2 separate regions of the Rattus norvegicus genome follow, and region 2 is linked to region 1. A link is a contact called in public Hi-C data. All regions are on one chromosome and are shown on one strand. The core of a region is the stretch at or near the end of the contact, and the rest is flanking DNA. Distances in the headings are between cores, read along the strand shown. Region 1 holds the start of Bbs10 (Bardet-Biedl syndrome 10). Region 2 holds the start of Nap1l1 (nucleosome assembly protein 1-like 1).

Evidence for each region. Hi-C and Micro-C count contacts between places; a contact is called where the count stands out from the background.
Region 2: a contact with region 1 is called in a Hi-C map of the A7r5 cell line, with 6 times the contacts expected there. The contact joins the promoter of Nap1l1 here to the promoter of Bbs10 in region 1. A contact is called at or near these places in 8 of 12 Hi-C or Micro-C datasets (the A7r5 cell line, the Rat2 cell line, Schwann cells and 5 more) and 1 of 1 datasets of contacts at active chromatin or transcription factors (oligodendrocytes).

The regions. Positions count from the first base shown.
Region 1 is chr7:48,634,837-48,640,301 of GRCr8, reverse strand. It overlaps Bbs10 (Bardet-Biedl syndrome 10), which reads right to left and starts at 2,937. Exons shown (of 2, transcript NM_001109286.1): 1 at 2,705-2,937; 2 at 1-2,347. The coding sequence starts at 2,889. The coding sequence ends at 391. Osbpl8 (oxysterol binding protein-like 8) reads right to left here. Exons shown (of 24, transcript NM_001309455.2): 24 at 4,151-5,465.
Region 2 is chr7:48,817,179-48,822,643 of GRCr8, reverse strand. It overlaps Nap1l1 (nucleosome assembly protein 1-like 1), which reads right to left and starts at 3,095. Exons shown (of 15, transcript NM_053561.2): 1 at 2,951-3,095.

The sequences.
Region 1 (5,465 bases), core at 1,688-4,187:
GAAAAAAAGATACAGAAAGGGGAAATATAGACACAACCTTCCTTACACAGAGACTAGCAGAGACCCGAGACAGGAAGGAGAGATATTTAGCCAGGTTTTGTTCCACAGAGCTGATCTCTGTGTCTGAATGGTCTGCTGGACTCAATGTATTTAAGGACAGGATTGGCTCCAAAGCCAGCCAGAAGCCTGTTTTAATATTTACCTTGAGATGAATACATTTTTCCTTCATCCTCTCCTTCCACCCTGGGTGTTGACCCCAGGTAGTCAGGTTTGGCATTAAATGCTTTTGCTCACTGGGCCATCTCCCTGGCCATAGACTGAAAGTTCGAGCAACAACATCAACAACAACAACAACAACAACAAAAAACAACAACAAAAAAAACCTGAGTGTTAAAGTTCGTCTTCTGATTCTTGGTCACCAGTTTTCTGAGGCTGTCTCTTGACGTTGATTATTAAATCAATGGTTAATATTTTCATCAAACACTGAAGAACTGAAGTTAGTAATTGGTACTTACCAGCTACTGACTCGAAGCCTGACTGACCACTTACTATGGGTTGCCTGGTTTGCAGTGCACGGAGAGCCCGAGTGTATATGTGTGGGAAACTGTCTTTTCCCTTCTTGGGCTTATAAAGGATTTTAGGGACACCTAGAAGAGCATTAGCTATTAACATGCTGATGACAGCGTCGTCTGATTGCCGGCATTGCTTGGCGTAGTTGAGAAGGTAGAAATGCATCAAAATCTCAAAATGTCCACCCACGGGCAGAACACAGCCTGCTGGTACAGCTGATGAACAGTGAGCCTGGGAAGGACAGGTATCTGGGGACTTGTATGTCACTGGCAATGTGTACCCTTCTCCAGGATTATCTGCGACCTGTAAATGTTTGAAAGACATTTCTGTCCTAGTGTCTTCTGCTGTAGGATTTCCAGTGGGATTATTTTCAAGGAACACTTCACAGTTATCAACTATCCTACTTTTTTCTGGAGATAAGCGCTTCGGTATTTCATTTGTTTGGGATGGATCTATTGATGTCTCCTTGTGTGCTGACCACAGCTTACATGTTATCAATTCTGTATCCGAAGCCCCCAGACGTGGATATACTTCTAAACGTGTTTGAGTTTCCAGTTTATCTTTGTTCTTTGCTACTACGTCCTGATACTTACCAGTTTTGGGTGAGTGACTGCTCTCTCTGTTACTGCTGTCAGCAAGAGGGCTCGGGTTACGTCGCTCTTTGGTCTGTATCATGCAATTTAGATCGAGGTCAGTGAACAGCTGCCGAAGCATCTTAAAGGCTCCATGGAAAGCACTCTCATGCTGTTGAACAAGACCCAGAACTGGTCCACAAAGGACTACACAGTGAGGTACGAATGCACACGTGCTAACCAAGCCGAGATGAGCATACCTTCCGGACCTAACGATGAGGGGTTTACAAAACCTCACCAAAGCACTGTCAGCAATGTGACACTGTGAAGCGAGCTCTGGTAGGACACAAGGAGAAAGACCGGTGATCCTCTGGACGAGAGAAACTTCCTCAGATGATAAACACTCCACCACTGAGATGCTATTTAGTCTTGCACAATAAGTAACTAGGTCTGGTTGCTTCACACTGGACAGGAGCAGTTTTACATTATGACTACGCAGGTGGTTCATTACGGTTTTTGTCCTGTCCATGATCCAACTCTGAGATGCCTGAAACTGTGTTTCTGAGTCGAGAACAAATTCCGAGCTAGACGATGAAAACAGAGGCTGGAGGATTTCGGTTACTATCACCATCCTAATGCCACCATCTGCTGGGCAGTACACAGAAAAGTCTCTGGGAAGCACAAGGCCATCCACAATTCTAGACTCTGAAACAGGAAGGCCTGTCACGCCAACATTCAACTCCACAAAACAGTTGTCCAAAAACTCAAATACTTCAATCCCACTTTCACAAGCCATACACTTGAAAACGTAGTCACACATCAACTGTGAAATGAATCTGTGGTTGTTTCTTCCCACTCTTCCACAAAAGTATGGTTCCAGGAGCAACTCCAGAGAGCGCCTGCACAGTGTTCTTCCTTCAGCAGATGAAGAAAAGGCAGAGAGGTAGTGCCTGCTTAAATGTTGGTCTACAATACAACCTAACGTTTGTGTCTGAAACCTTAGCAGAGCCCGGGAAATAGATTTCCACTGGCAGCAGTTTTTCCAATGCCTTTCATGGCTCTGAATATCTTCAGAAGTGAATGAGTCTTTTTCTTTTTCTCCGATTGCATGAAGTCCTCTGAGTAAATGGCAAAGAAAAATAATAAATGTTTTAGCACCATCTCCTGTTTTTTTAAGGTGACTGGAAACACACGCCACTATCATCCTGTATAGGAAGGGAAAAAAAATAACTCAGATTTTCTGTGTTGGTGCTAAGTTAAACCCGTATTTTCACAGGTACAGACAGGCAGATTGTCTTTTTGACGTCCAGCCTCAGCTTTATTTTTCCTTTATTTTAACTACTTTATTCTAAGATATCAGAGACGGGAAAAGAGTGAGAAGTGCTCTAGGTAGGTGAGGAGGTTTGGGCCCCGGATTAGTAATTTGGGCAGCGCTCAGATCCGACCTCCACACTAGTTTTATCCAGTATTAAGACCGTTTTTATACAGGTCCATGACCTCAGGGATCTGATGGGAGGTTGAGGGAGATGCGCGCCGAACGGACTACAGGGGAAGCGAGGTACCTGGCTAAGGGATGCTCTAAGTGCAGCGCCTCCAGGAGGCAACCTCCATCCCTGCTAAGCAGCACCTCGCCGGTGGGCTTCGTACACAACACCAGGCCGCCCTCGGGCCCCACGCAGCGGTTCGCGATGGTTTCCAGCACCTCAGCCACCCGCAGTGCCGCTGTCACAGACCCCTGGGACGCCATGGAAACGGAGCTGTGGGTAAATACTTCTTTAGAAGGTCAGGACCGATGGAGGGCGGAAACGGAAGAGGCGTAGAGAAAGGCGGAAGTGCAGTAGCGCTTGGAGGAAGAGCCCAATAGGTAGGGTGGAGCCCGCCAGCCACAGTCCTTTAGTGTCTACCTTCCTGGCTCACGGCCCGGCCCGCAGGCGTCTCTGGCCACTACACGGCTAGGTCTAAGAAGGAAGGGCTCGGGTGAAGGGCATGGGTACCGCCCCCATCTCGGGCTTACTTCTCTAGTGTCCCTGCCGTATCATTTGCTCTCCTTGCCTTCACGCAAACGGTTTTAGGGTGCAGGACAGACACGGAGAACTTGGACATGGCCATTTCTAGGCTTGTGTCTTCCGCTGGGGTGTGCTACCTTGTCTGCATCCAGGTTTGGAAGAAACCCCACCTAGTTCAACCACTTTAGCAGAAGTAGATGTTTGCCCTTTATTCACATTGTAAGATTCAACACATTAACCTCATGTATTGCATACAATCCCAAAGCAGAAACGTTTCAGGTATGGAAACACAGAGGCTTCAGGGAGAGGATGAGTGCTGGGTTCATAGCTGTGCTTCTTTCAGTCATCCATTACATCCAGGAACTGTCAGTGTTGGCAGGAAAGTGATCTTGTAGATACTCAATGATGTTTAATGACGTTTCCTTATTCCACATTGCCATTATTTCTAGAAGTAGCAAGTGGATTCTGAGGAGCAAGTTAAAATGGGGAGAAAGGAAGACAAAATCAAGAGTAAAGCTTTCCTGGGGCTTATCTGAGGCTCACTCAATATGGGCAAAACAGCATTTCAGTGTTTTTTAACTTGTTGCATTCAGCGCTGGGCTTTAGACTGAAATAGTGGGTTATTTCAAACATTTAAACAGTACAATCAAGGTTCTACTTCAGTGCACTATGTAGTCATGATTCAGAAGGGCTTTTACCTGAAAAAGACTGCCTTGTGTAGTTTTTGGGGTCATTTAAATATGCTGAGCCTCATTTTTAATGTATGAAATAGGTATAATTTCCACTTATTTTTAAAAAAGAATATGAAGTACCAAGTAAAACATACATTAGGGATACTGTCACAATCCGTGTCAGGCCTGTACCCATCTTTTTCACACACACACACACACACACACACACACACACACACACACACACACACACAAAATTAAAAAAAAGTAAGAGGATGAATTTAGTACATTATGCATTAATACATTATATCAAGAGTCACTCGATCACAGATTGCTCTTTTAAAAAAAGTTTATTTAGAATACCTACTTGTAGAAGTTAACATAATTTTACAGATTATTAGAAAAATTCTTTTCTCTCTGCAAACATAACAGGTTAGGAATAATAGATTAGAAATGTATACATTACAAAACCGCCTGTGACTATCTATACATTTACTATGCACCTTAAGAGAATTCAACAGTGTGCTATATTTACACTGCAGATGACAACATACTTATATCCTATCATACAAAACTGACCAGTGCTAGTGCTTGGGTTTATAAACCCAGTAACTGAAGTATTTAAAATTGAACGCATATTTACCATGCCCAAAGTGGAAATGAATTCAACTGAAGTTATGTGGCTCATCATTCAAATGGTTCATGACTTTTTTTTCAAATAAAGAATTTCAATATTATGACATTAAAATAATTTTTATGATAAATAAAGAGGCTGATTTTTCTACATACTTCATGTAGTCACATTCATTTTGTCACGGTTTTCCTGTGGCCCTCACTAAGTATGTTCATCTTATTAATAAGACACTGGTCCTATATGATGTTAACAGTCCATCTTCAATTAAAAACTAACAAAATAGTACTTTAATTGTAACAAAAATTGGAATATACTAAACCCATACTATATAACAAAATGAAATCAAATTATACAGTGGTGGCAGGTTATACATTTTAAAGAATCTCTTTTTATATTTAGTCAAATAAGAAAGAAGTTGAAATGTAAACTTATTGAATTATGAAAGGTTCCTTCCACTGGGTCAAATTGGAAAATTGGATATAAACATGAATATTTTCTTTATTTATATTTAACATAATTCAAAATAGTCTACAGTCTCATGTGTGGCTCATCTTATGCCATCAAACCTGTAATAAGACAAAAAAGCAAAATAAAACTCTTTACTGCTAACTATAAATGCTAAACACGGAAAAAAGATGTTTTATACATTTACTTTTTAAATTTTTGATGAAGATATTCTTCAAAAAGTTAAAACTGCCTTCCACAAAATTCTGTGAATATGGCACAAGTTGACACCCAAAACAGTGTGAATTCCATCAAAAAGGCACTGTTTACAATACTCAGAACGATCTGACAAGTTTACTTCATTGATGTCTGAGTATGAAATATTTGAAATAGTTAGCTACACAAACCCTTATAAAAGTACAGCATTACTGTTTACATATTCTTCAGTTATATAAAAGGAATAAAGTGACAAAAACAAATGACCCTTTTCATGACGAATAAGCTAGAACACTGAACACATCATGGTTCTGTAACAAAAATAACAAAAGTATTTCCTTAAAGGCACAAA
Region 2 (5,465 bases), core at 1,846-4,345, 180 kb before region 1:
ACACCATCTTTTAAAACTCAATATAAGGGGTTAGAGAGATTGCTTAATGTTCAAGAACCCTTGTTTTCCCTGCACAACCTGAAGCCGACTCACTTGGCAGCTCACAACTGTCGGAAACTCCAATCTGAGAGGATAACACCTCTTCTAAGTTTTACAAGTACCAAGCATGCACATGGTACAGACACGTAGGTAACACCCTCATACACAAAATGAAGCTTTAAAATTTAAAATCAACCTGTATATCTTCACTGCAAAAACCCAGTAACCCTAAATAAGCTTTTTACCACGCCAGACCTGTTTTCTACTTAAAATGTTAATACTACTACCTAAGCTCTATACAGTGAGACAACTTCAAACCTTTTTTTTTTTCTTTTCTTTTTTTTCGGAGCTGGGGACCGAACCCAGGGCCTCGCGCTTCCTAGGCAAGCGCTCTACCACTGAGCTAAATCCCCAACCCCTGAGACAACTTCAAAAAGAAAGAAAAGTTAATGCTATCTGACAGCATTGAATAAATGATCCATGTGGAATTTAAATAATGCCATGCCTTTAATCTCAGCACTTCAGAGCCAGGAGAATCTCTGAATTCAAGGGCAGTCTTGTCTGTACACAGTTTCAGGACAGTAGAGCTACATTAGAAAACCTGTCATAAAGCCTCAGTAATCTGTTCCCCTGTAGTATCATCCTTAAAAAAATTGTTTTGTAACTTTGTTTTGCTTACATTTGTGTCTGTATACCATGTGGGTGTTGGATGCCCTAGGACCAGAGTTTCAATTGTGAGCTGCCATGTGGGTGCTGGGAATTGAACCCAAGTCCTCTGGAAGAACCGTCAGTGAGTGCTCTTAAGCCAGCTCTCCAGCCCCTGCAATATTAATAAGCTACAGCTCCTTTTCCACTTTAAAAACAAATAACAATGTGAAACTTTGGAATATAAAAAAGTCCAAATTGTACAGGTTTACCAATGAGGTTACCAATCTTGCTAACCCAAGATGTAGTGGTTCCTTCCTGTCAACCCAGTAACATGGTCCAGTGGTCTCAAAGGATGTGTAAGGCAGCCACTCCCATGACCTTACCTCTAGCACGTACAAAAACTTGCTACTTGAATTAAACTAGGTTGAATTGAATTTAACCAATTCAACAGTTTTTCTGTAAAGCAAACCATAATTACCTTACCCTTTTCCAACTTTCCTCCCAATCCTCACAGGTTAACACTTCATACCCAGACAAATCACTTATCTGCTCATGGTATGAGATACAGATCAGAAAAGGCTTAGTTTTAGAATGATCACACGTATTCCTATAAAATAAGATTCTTTAATCCTTTGAGAACTTTAACTGAACAAAATAAGCAATGTATTTTGACATCATCAAATTCTTTTTTAGTCCCTTTCCAGTATTTATTGGTTTAGGTCACCTGAAGCCAACACAAGCAAGGAAATAAGGAGATAAACTATAGAATTTTAGACACATTGGCTTTGCCAAGAGTGTTATTTTTAATCTGATGAAAGGACAAGTGAGGTGCCACAATCAGTATTAAAGTATTGTCAATTATAGGGCCAAAGATAAAAACAAAAAAAGAACAGATTTTTTGCAACAGATAAGTCTAACAAAACTTTTCTTGCTGATGTCACGGGTCTTTAACTTCTATTTAATAATCTAAACGCTGACTTGAAAAGAACATGTATTAAGTCAAGATTTTATGACAGATGTCTAAGTCCTTACTAATGCTAAATTAAATCCCTCCAATCCAGACTTAGAATTAAAGTAGTCGTACAGTTTAGATCTGGGATGTATGCTTCAACAGAAAACAAGTTTGAGAAATAAGAATTCCCCAAGACCACTAACACCCCCCCACGCTTACTTGTAGTTTTAAAATAAATTAAATTTTAGGTACTCCCCTAACTCAAAGTATTCTTTGGATATTAAGTTTGAAAAGATGTTTTGATGGCATCTACTTTCAAAATTAGCAAACTTTATGTTGGCTCTCCTGAAATTAGAAGTGTTGGGAGTCAGGAGACAGCCTGGGTGCCTGAGGCATCCTTTGAATCTGAGAAGTCCTGCCCTCCAGACAGGACCCGTCTCCACCCTCTCTTCAAAGCCACTCCAGAGAGCTTTATAGAAATGTGGCGCACTGAGCTTGGTCTCGCGGCCCTTCCACTCCATTCCTAGTTTGAATCCTGGGGGCTTCCTGAAAGGAAGAACTACGCTGTTGGTCTAATAAACCACCCCCCCCCCAACAAGCCAGCCCTTCTCATTTTCGTCTCAGAACCATCTGGAGGTTTAAGGAGACTAGGATCAAATCTTTCCACAAATATACCCCGGCCGCGGGACCCATCGAAGTTCTAACTGTACCTGTGAGACACAAAACAATTCTTTTGTTAAAAAAAAAAAATAGCTAAGCTGAACGCTTTGCACGTGTTAACCCCTTAGAACCCTGGCGGTGGAGGCTGCTCGTCCCTCCATCCTCCCATCCGCTAGCACATTTTCCTCCAGGAAGACCGAGGGAGCCAGTGAGACCGTCTGGGGGGCTGGTACTCCTGGCGACCCCTCCTCCAACTCCAAGGGAGGTCGGGTGGGCCCCCGCAGGGGTCTCCGGCCGCCTGTGGCGTGGTCCCCACGTGCCCGAGCTCCTCCGCGCGGAGGCCGCGGCCTGCGCAGCCCCTCCCTGCGGGCGGAACTCGCGGCCACCGTTCCTTCCATGTCCCCCATCCCCGCGGCCTGCCTCGCCGGGATCCCCTCGTGGTGGGGTACACCGAGGCCGAGGAGGCCGGGGCGCCCCGCGGCGTGGCCTCCTCCTCCGCTCTCCCGCGGCCTCGCCGTCCCGCGCGCCCCGCAGCCGCCGGCGCTCCTCCGGGTCCCTCAGGCCGCACTGCCCCTCGGGAGCGCTTACCCACGGCCTCAGCCCAACACCTCGCAGGCCCCGCTCCCCGGCCATCCCAGTCCCAGCCGTTACCGTTCCAGGAGGCTCGGACGCGGAGCCGAGCGGCCGGAGCTGCGCAGGCAGTGACTCAGGGCGGCGGCGGCGGCGGCGGCGGCGGCGGCGGCGGCGGCGGCGGGAGGAGCGGGAGGCGGCGCCGCGAGCAGATGGCGCTAAAAAAGACCCGAGAGCCCGCGGCTCGCGCTCATATACAATTAGCGTCAGCACGTAGGGCTGCTCCGCCGCCCTCCCCCTGGCCTCGGCGTTGCTTAGCAACGGGAGCGGGAGGCGGGCCTGGGCCTTGTTGCCTGGTAACAGAGCCGTCTTTCTTCCCCGGCTCCTTAGGCTTCCCGCCAGAGGCGGTCTTCTGCTCCCCACCTCTTCTTCCCTCCCAGCTAGGGTGGAATCCCAATCTCACTGCAGCGACGCTTACGTCCCGCCTCTGGCTCTCCTTGCCCTTGGGTTAGGGACAGAAGCCTAGTATTAGGCTTGCAGTTGCCTGGCTGGGATTCCCATCCGCATCCAGGCCTAATCCCCGCACTCCTTTCTCCCTCCTCTCTGAAACCATTTTCCCACCCTGGCTAAGAACCACAGCTCTTTCCTTGTGACCACTGCAGCGGTGTCTCTACAACTTTCAGGGTGTTCCACATCATGTTTACTTGATATGCAACCCTTCGTTTCTGCGTTAGCTCATTTGAATGGAAGCAAAGAACTATTTTGCGTATTCTTACAGCTTTGTAATGGAAATGATCAGCGCGTCAATTTTTCATCTTCCTGAAAAAAGTTAACCAACCCTTAAGCTTATGAAATCTTGCAGCTATTTTTCAGTTGACTTCGAATCACCTGTTCTGTTAAACCTTTTGTCTTTGGTGCTTTGGGGTTTTGTTTTGTTAAGCAGGACCACACTGTGAAGCCCAGGCAGGTATTGAATTTTAAGTCTTTGGGTATGTGCCACAACGCAGAGATCTACAAATAAGACAGCTATGCTCCAAGTGTGGTCTGGCCTTCCACATACCCTTTATGGTGGAAGGTTAATCTGTCTATAATACTAAGGCGCTGTCTACGTTTTACATTCCCATTCTCCCACAAGCCTACACTGGAGTCTTTCAGACACATTACACATCGTAGGATAGGGCAACATTGGAAATAAAAACAGACAGACAGGAGAATCTGGTTATCTGTTGTGAAATCGGGCATGGAAGAACTTGGTAAAAAGTAATATGTGCATATAAAAGGCTGCGTGCTATTCTTATTTTAGGGAAAGAATAACTACTCTGAGGTTTTTGGATGCAGCTCACTTGGTAAAGAGCGCCTGCCTAAGATGCATGAAGCCCCCAGGTTCAAACCGTGGCATCACATAACCCACGAATGGCCTCACTTGCTGGAGTTGCAGCCCTACAGAGCTGGAGGCACAAGGATAAGTAATTTAGGTTCATAGACATAGGTTCCAGGACAGCATGGAATACTTAAGGCTCTATAGCAAAAAAAAAAAAAAGTCACTGTTAATTTCCAACAAGATAACTATCAGTATCTGGAATGCACACAAAGTTCTCTGGGGGAAAGAGGAGTGTGGTGTGTCACACACCAGTAGTTAAGCCAGAACTCTTCAGATAAATACCAGAGGATTTTGAATTCTAGTGTGGCCTGCCTACATAGGGAGACACTATCTTAAAGCTAAACAAAGCTTTGGGAATCTTCAGGCTTCTTTTGGTTTTTTGTTTTTGTTTGTTTTCTAAAAAAAAGGAAAGGTCCTAGGACATCTAAATATTAATTTCCTTGAAACTTCAAAGTGCCTGTAATCCTATTAGTTGTCCTCAGGAACATTAACCAATGCATGAAGCCGTTTACCAAAATCCTAAAACAGAACAAAAACAAAACAAAACAAAACAAAAAAAACACCAACAAAAAACAAACTCATTTATTATGGTATGTGTGTACCCTTGAGTGTATGCTCACCCACTAAGTATGTTAGTGTCCAGGCAGGAGGACAACTTGGTGTCAGCTGTCTCCTGCTACGTTGTCCCAGGGGTCTAACTGAGGTCATCAGGCTTGGTGCTACGCACCATGGGCTCGAACTTTTTCCTTTGGTACTCTCGAACCTTAGTACAGTTAGACTATTTTTCTAGCTCTCTATATATGCTTCAGTGTGCTCCCTTGTTTGGGTGCTTCAGAGGTGAGTCTTTGGGACTGAAAAATGGTGTATTCTTATTATATCCATAAAGTGGATGAACAAACGGTGAGTTCACACTGATCAAAGTCCTGTCTCAGGGCACAGTCCATTGGAGGCAAAGCCAGACTCCCTGTGCAGGTAACCCAGCATCAGAGCCTAAACAGAGTCTCTCCAGTTAACTGCATGGATGTAGTTCTGTGGCTTTAAGAATTCCCTTCCAGAGAGACAGGTGTGCAAGCAACCAGTTCTACCCTGCAGTGTGAGTACTTCCCGTGTGGAAGAAGACCTAGGGTGAGACTACAGGATCCACACTGAAAACAATCTCAAGAGAGAAGAATGCTTTGTGACATTAAGACCCACAGTGTTCTTGGCAAAATGGCA